Regions from separate parts of the Mus musculus genome. Here region 2 is linked to region 1. The links are chromatin contacts, called in public Micro-C maps. All regions are on one chromosome and are shown on one strand. The core of a region is the stretch at or near the end of the contact, and the rest is flanking DNA. Distances in the headings are between cores, read along the strand shown.

What was found. A called contact is a pair of places that touch in the nucleus more often than the background predicts.
Region 2: a Micro-C map of the G1E-ER4 cell line shows a contact between it and region 1, with 4 times the contacts expected there. The contact joins two enhancer-like sites. A contact is called at or near these places in 2 of 15 datasets of contacts at CTCF or cohesin (the G1E-ER4 cell line and pro-B cells), 5 of 484 Hi-C or Micro-C datasets (B cells, the G1E-ER4 cell line, bone marrow-derived dendritic cells and 1 more) and 1 of 115 datasets of contacts at active chromatin or transcription factors (bone marrow-derived dendritic cells).

What each region holds. Positions count from the first base shown.
Region 1 is chr7:97,208,807-97,211,970 of GRCm38.p6, forward strand. All of the region lies in intron 1 of Gab2 (growth factor receptor bound protein 2-associated protein 2), which reads left to right. Among named protein-coding and RNA genes, the nearest start is that of Usp35, 120 kb to the right of the region's middle. Within about 2 kb of position 1,700, at least 116 of the 459 cell types and tissues checked have an H3K27ac peak or open chromatin away from gene starts, as enhancers often do. A contact at or near this core is called in the G1E-ER4 cell line, where this site is marked.
Region 2 is chr7:97,296,215-97,299,378 of GRCm38.p6, forward strand. Gab2 (growth factor receptor bound protein 2-associated protein 2) reads left to right here. Exons shown (of 10, transcript NM_010248.2): 4 at 2,614-3,164. Among named protein-coding and RNA genes, the nearest start is that of Usp35, 34 kb to the right of the region's middle. Within about 2 kb of position 1,482, at least 4 of the 459 cell types and tissues checked have an H3K27ac peak or open chromatin away from gene starts, as enhancers often do. A contact at or near this core is called in the G1E-ER4 cell line, where this site is marked.

The sequences.
Region 1 (3,164 bases), core at 450-2,949:
CAAACAGCAATCCTTGAATTCCAGGCCTAAATCATCAGAACCCTCTGTGCACTGACAGAGCTTCAGTTAACATATAAATAGTGTTAGAGTTGGATCTTGATACCTCTGATCATGTTTGGTTGTGTATTCATTGCTGAGCCAGCCACTGTGGCTCACTGGGAGTTCTTCCCATGCTTTATGCTCTACCCACTACAACCTGTAATTAGTATGCTAAATATAGAAGGTGAGCTTTTCCTGGATGTCCATTGTGTTTCTGGTGTCTGTGCAGTACTACCTCACCCTCATCTGTCTGAGAGCTTTGGCTTTATTCACTTTTCCTGTTTTTACCAACAGAAAAACAGATATTCTCTCCTTTTGTTCCTTTAGTAAGGCTATCACTAGAGAGTTATCTAGTACACTATGAGTTCTAAGTACTGTGCTAAATGCTAAGATAAAAAGAGCCCTGACCTCAATGTAACAGTCTTGTGATTAGATAAGGCTCATTCTGTGTTCATCTAGAGCTGAAAGAATCTTCCTAATAAATAAGTCAGGACTCAGTAACTATATTGCCTTCTCTGGGAGGTTTCACGTTTCATGTGTCATTAAACTTTGTGCTAAGAGCTAAAGCCTGAATTCTAGTGCTGCTATTGTCTTCTGCCATCAGTTAACTACAAACCTGAATATTTTCTGTAAACTCTCTGGCTAGTCAGGCTCTTTCTTGGGCTCTTACTAGACCTTTGGGACAAGAAGGTCTGAGGCTATGATACTTGCTAGTTGTATACTCTCTGAGGATTTTTCTTTCATCTGTGAAGGGGGTTGTGTTTACCTTCACTCACTGGTTTAGGAATTAAATGTGATAGGAGACATATCTGTCATAGCATGTTGCAGGAGCTCAGGTAATACGTACTTTGATTTCCTCAAAGTAAGTTTGAAGTTCTTGGGGTCTAGAGCAGTTCAAATATTCCTAGAAGAAACATAGCTACAGAGCTCTTCCTCCTCCAGGAATGTGCTCTCTCCATGCTTCTACTGGGTATAATGGGACAGAAGTCTGGCCTAATGTACTTCACACTGAAATAAATTAGGATATAATTGTATTAAGAAGTCAGATTAAATCTTCTACCTGTAGTTACTTGGGAGTCTGGGGGATGAGAGTAGATTTAGAGTTGGTAATGGTGATTTTTTTTTTTAAAGAAAGCAAGGGGAGTTTTAAAAATAAAGTACTTGTTTGTGTTCTACCTAATAGAGTTGGAGTATTGATAATGTAGTAGACTCAGGTTTTAATAACCCTCCCTTGACAGGAATCTCCTGGCTTATTGGCAGTTTTTGGTTTTACCTTCATCAGAAAGAGGGAAGTTAAAAGGACACACCCATTTCTAGAAGTTATGCAAAACTCTTTTCCAAGAAATGCCTTGCCCCTTCTACAGCTTTAGCCACAGAATCTGGAGAAAGATGATTGGAGGCACTGAGAAAATTTTAGTCATCAGAGAAGAATTCTGTTATCTGTTGTACCTAAGCCATGACAGAAGATTGTGGAGTTTTAGAAATACTTTCAACTGCCAAAGAAGAAAGTAATAGAAGGTACTGCCTAGCTTGGCTATTTAGAAGAACACATCTCTCACTTCTAAGAATCTAAGTAATCTAGTTAAATAAGATATCATGATATCAGGTTGCCTTAGTGAACACCATGTGAGGCTCCCTAGGTTGGAAGAGACTTTGGTCTCTCACCCATTTGTTACACTCATCCTCCTACAGCACCCTCTACCTTTTCTTCATAGCCTTTCTACCTTATCCTAATCCCTGATTTAGCAAACAGCTGAACCACACACTTTGGGAACAGTTTGGTGAATTCAAGCTAGATGTTTGCTTATAAATTGTAATGTTCATGCTACTATAGATTTGATAGTTGTAAGAAAGACTATATGCCCTAAAATGTTTACTGTCAGCCCTTTACAGGAAACTTTAATGATAAGTATTGTACCCTAGGCTGTCTCTTTTTCAGAATTTTTAGTATTAAAGATTCTCTAATTTTCATAGAGCATCTAAGAAAATCCTTAGTAATTCAAGAAGAATCGTTTTATTTAGTATAATACTTAAGGCAGAACAAAAGAGTCTAGAATTTTAGAAGTACTTTCAGTTTTCAGGGCTGAAGCTAAAAGGATCTTCAGAAAGTTCCTTTTTCCTTAAAAGACAATTTACCTATAAGAACTAGCCTAGTTCAACTTGATTATGTAGACTAACCTAAAACAAACCAGGTTCTTGTCCCATATGTAAAGCAGCCTTTATGTTTAGAACCCATATTCATGACCCCAGGGAATCTCCCTGGAGACTGATATGGTAGAATTTTATAAGCTCTTCACCACCAACAAAATACTTATAATGTGATTTAGTCATCGTAAGTCTCAGTGGAGGCTTATTTTATTTTTCTGGTTGCCAAAGAGCAATAGAAGGAAGTCATGACCTTGTTCTGTGCGCACTTACAGACCTAACCTAAAGGACAGACAGGATCACATGAGATGTACTCTGCTCAACGGCAGGAGTGATGCAACTTCCAGGTCATATGTTCCCACATTCGTGTCTCTGTGGTCTGGGTAATTGTGAAATGGTTTGTTTTCTAACTAGATTTGGGTACAAAAGGAAAACAGTCACTTCTGTTTCATCAGAGCAAATGGTAATCTCTACTTGATTCTAGACATAAATTTGACTTTGTTTTGACTTTTTAGACAGTATACTCTTACGTTAGGAACTTCTTTATGTCCCATTATAAGTAAGTAAGATGTACTGTCTCTTCCTCTCTGACTTGATTATTACTATTCTATTTATTTATTTTATGTATTTTGATGAGTTTTGACTTTGATGTTTTGTTTTTGAGGCAAGATCTCACTCTGGTACACAAACTAATGATTCTGCTGCCACATTATTCTCCTTTAGATTGCCATTTTCTCTGACCATAGAAAGCTATAGCAACAGCTTCCTAAATAGTTTTTGTTGTTGTTGTTGTTGTTGTTGTTATTCGCTAGTTCACCTTCCTCATTGCTAGATGAGCACTAGTTAACATTTTAACAAATAGCCACAGAGCACTAGTTAACATTTCTCTACTGCTATGCACTTTGCAGCAACTCCCATTACCAATAAAGATACAGCTTCTAAGGGTGGTTCTGAAGGCCTCACAGGACCCCTAAGTTCTT
Region 2 (3,164 bases), core at 232-2,731, 87 kb after region 1:
AAACTTCTTTAAAGTCTGAGAAAGTAAGTGTCAGGTCAGTCATTAGCACTCTGATCCAGAAGAAAAATCAGAAGGAAATAAGTTGGAGTAGATTGGGTAAGACCTGAACATGTGAAAAATCATTATGGGTAATCATCATCATTTCTGGTTTCCCAAGACCAGAGTCAAGGCAGAAATGAATTGAAGAAGGAAGGTGTCTTCCTTAGGGTTTTACTGCTGTGAACAGACACCATGACCAAGGCAAGTCTTATAAAAAGCAACATTTACTTGGGACTGGCTTACAGGTTCAGAGGTTCAGTCCATTATCATCAAGGTGGGAACATGGCAGTATCCAGGCAGGCATGGAACAGGCAGAGCTGAGAATTCTACATCTTCATCCAAAGGCTGCTAGTAGAAGACTGACTTCCAGGCAACTAGGGTGAGGGTCTTAAGCCCACACCCACAGTGACAGACCTACTCCAACCAGGTCACACCTATTCCAACAAGGCCACACCTCCAAATGGTGCCACTCCCTGGTCCAAGAATTTACAAACCATCACAGAAGGTGACTGGTGCATTCTGGAAAATGTTCATTTTTACTGCAGAACAACACACCTAGGAGGTTCTGCCACTGCTGGGGCGTCTTCCTGAACTGCAATCTTTATATAGCTAAATCCCACTAACCCCACTTTTTAAATTAACAGATACTATTGTATGATTTTATTACAATACTAGCTTCTGGTAGCCTCATTATGCTCTGTTCCTATGAGATTGGTAATTTGGATTCTATGTGCATGAGATGCAGTATCTGTGTTTCTGTCTGCCTTGCCTTCCAGCATGCTTCCTCCAGCCTGAGCAGCATGGAGAGCCTTAAAGTTGCCAAGTTGTTTTAAACATCTTTGGCCCCAAACTGAAATGCCTTTATTTTGTTTTGCTGTTCTTTTTTCTCGACTCACTCAGATGTGATGTCTGTGAAAAGGCCTTTCTAACATGACCCCACCAGGAAAGGTTAATATGTGGCCACTGACAGACTCATACTTGACTGTGGTAATTTGCAGGGATGGCATCTCCTGTGATTTCTAAGCACACAACACCTCTGTATCCATTGTGTCTAGCCTAGATGGGGAGGAAGACATCAACAAGTATTTGTCGAATGAAAAAATCAGATTAAGACATCTAATGAGAATTGGAAATTCAAAAACAATAATAAGATAAAACATACCAAGGACAAATATGAACACTCTGTACCTGCCATTGATTCTCCTGCCTCAGCTGTGATGTTTATCTATCCTGGGCCTTAGCTCTTGGCTTGGTTATGTGAATGGAAGTGACTGGAAAGGGAGAACAAACACAAAAACCTAGGTAGAGGGGCTGGTAAATTTGGGGGGACTGAATATTAGGACCACCAGTGGCCCATGTTAAGGGGAACCTGGCCAGCATACTTGGTTCCATTCATCTGTTTAAACTTCTAGGCACTGTTCTCTACTACCACCTGGTGGCCACATCTATAAATAGCAAGTTCCTCGCGAGGGAGCTAAGGGAAAGCAGATGATGATCCACCAGTGGTTCTCAGTTCAAACATCACCCAGGAGAACACAGAGGTGTGAGTGTGAACCTGCACCTTATTCTGGTAAAGTCTCCAAGAGCTTACTAGGTTTCTGAAGATACCTCTGGTCTACAAAAGACAGAACTACTGCTGAGGGTTGATTCCCTTGTCTCCCGCTCAGATGAAATCCTCCGAAGGATCATCAGAGACAGAAAGCAGGCCTGGTTCCCTGCTACTCATCCTCCAGCTTAACACAGTACTTATGCAGAACCCAGTTTAACAACCACTCTTGTGAAATGGAAGGCTTACAGAGCCTCTGACCCAGGTTGTAACTAAGACTAGGTCTCGTACCTAGGAGAACATCATGCTGATGTTCACAGGTAGCAATGCTAGGACTAAGTATAAACTTCCCTTCACTGTTACTGTCGTTAAAGGTGGCCTTGCTTCCCAGTACCATCATTTAAAATGAATAAAAGCAATACCATTTTCTACCCTACTAGAGTTCTCAAATGGAAGTCATTTTACCAACAGTTTTAGATTTCTGGAGAGAACCAGATTCTTCTCAACAAACCATGATTCCTGGTAGAAGATAAAGCCTATAGCTTAAATTTAAATTGGTTCTTTAAAATACAAGCACCAGTGCCCACGAGCGGACTTTAAAGAGAAAAAACTAAAACTCAGATTTTCTGTTTTCTCCCACAACTTGCCATATGTGTGCTCTTTGGTCATTCAGAGAGTGAGCAGGTTATCAGTATGACTGTTTATTTGCATCTCTGGGGCCCAGGAATGACCATATTCTCTGCTAGGAACAGCCACAGAGAAGTCCAGGGGCTCAAAAAGGTTAACATTGCTGGAGCATACACCTGCTAAATACACTAGAGTTGACTTCCTAAAGAATCTTCAGATGATTTGAATTACTATTTTGGAGATGCCTAAAGTAAAAGTCCTAAGATTACACAGTTAATATGTGGTAGGGACTAGGAAGAACTGGGGTCTGCCTGACTCCTCAGTATTCCCACAACAACGAGCTGCGTGCATTGAACATCCTCTGTCCTCTTCTCACTGTCCCCTTCTTGTCTCTCCTTTAGGAGTGCCAGCTTCTCTCAGGGCACCCGGCAGAAGAGTGATACAGCTGTGCAAAAACTTGCCCAGAGCAATGGACACTGTATCAACGGCGTCGGAGGTCAAGTCCATGGCTTCTATAGCCTTCCCAAGCCAAGCCGACACAATACAGAATTCAAAGACAGTACTTATGATCTCCCACGGAGCCTGGCTTCCCATGGCCACACCAAGAGCAGCCTCACAGGGTCTGAGACTGATAACGAGGATGTGTACACCTTCAAGATGCCCAGCAACACCCTGTGTCGGGAACTTGGAGACCTCCTTGTGGACAATATGGATGTCCCAACCACTCCTCTCTCAGCCTACCAGATCCCTAGAACTTTCACACTGGACAAGAACCACAATGCCATGACAGTGGCCACTCCTGGAGATTCAGCCATAGCTCCCCCACCCCGGCCACCCAAGCCAAGTCAGGCAGAAACACCTCAATGGGGCAGCATTCAGCAAAGACCTCCAATCAGCGAAAATAGCAGATCTGTAGCTGCTACTATCCCCAGGCGCAATACCCTCCCTGCAA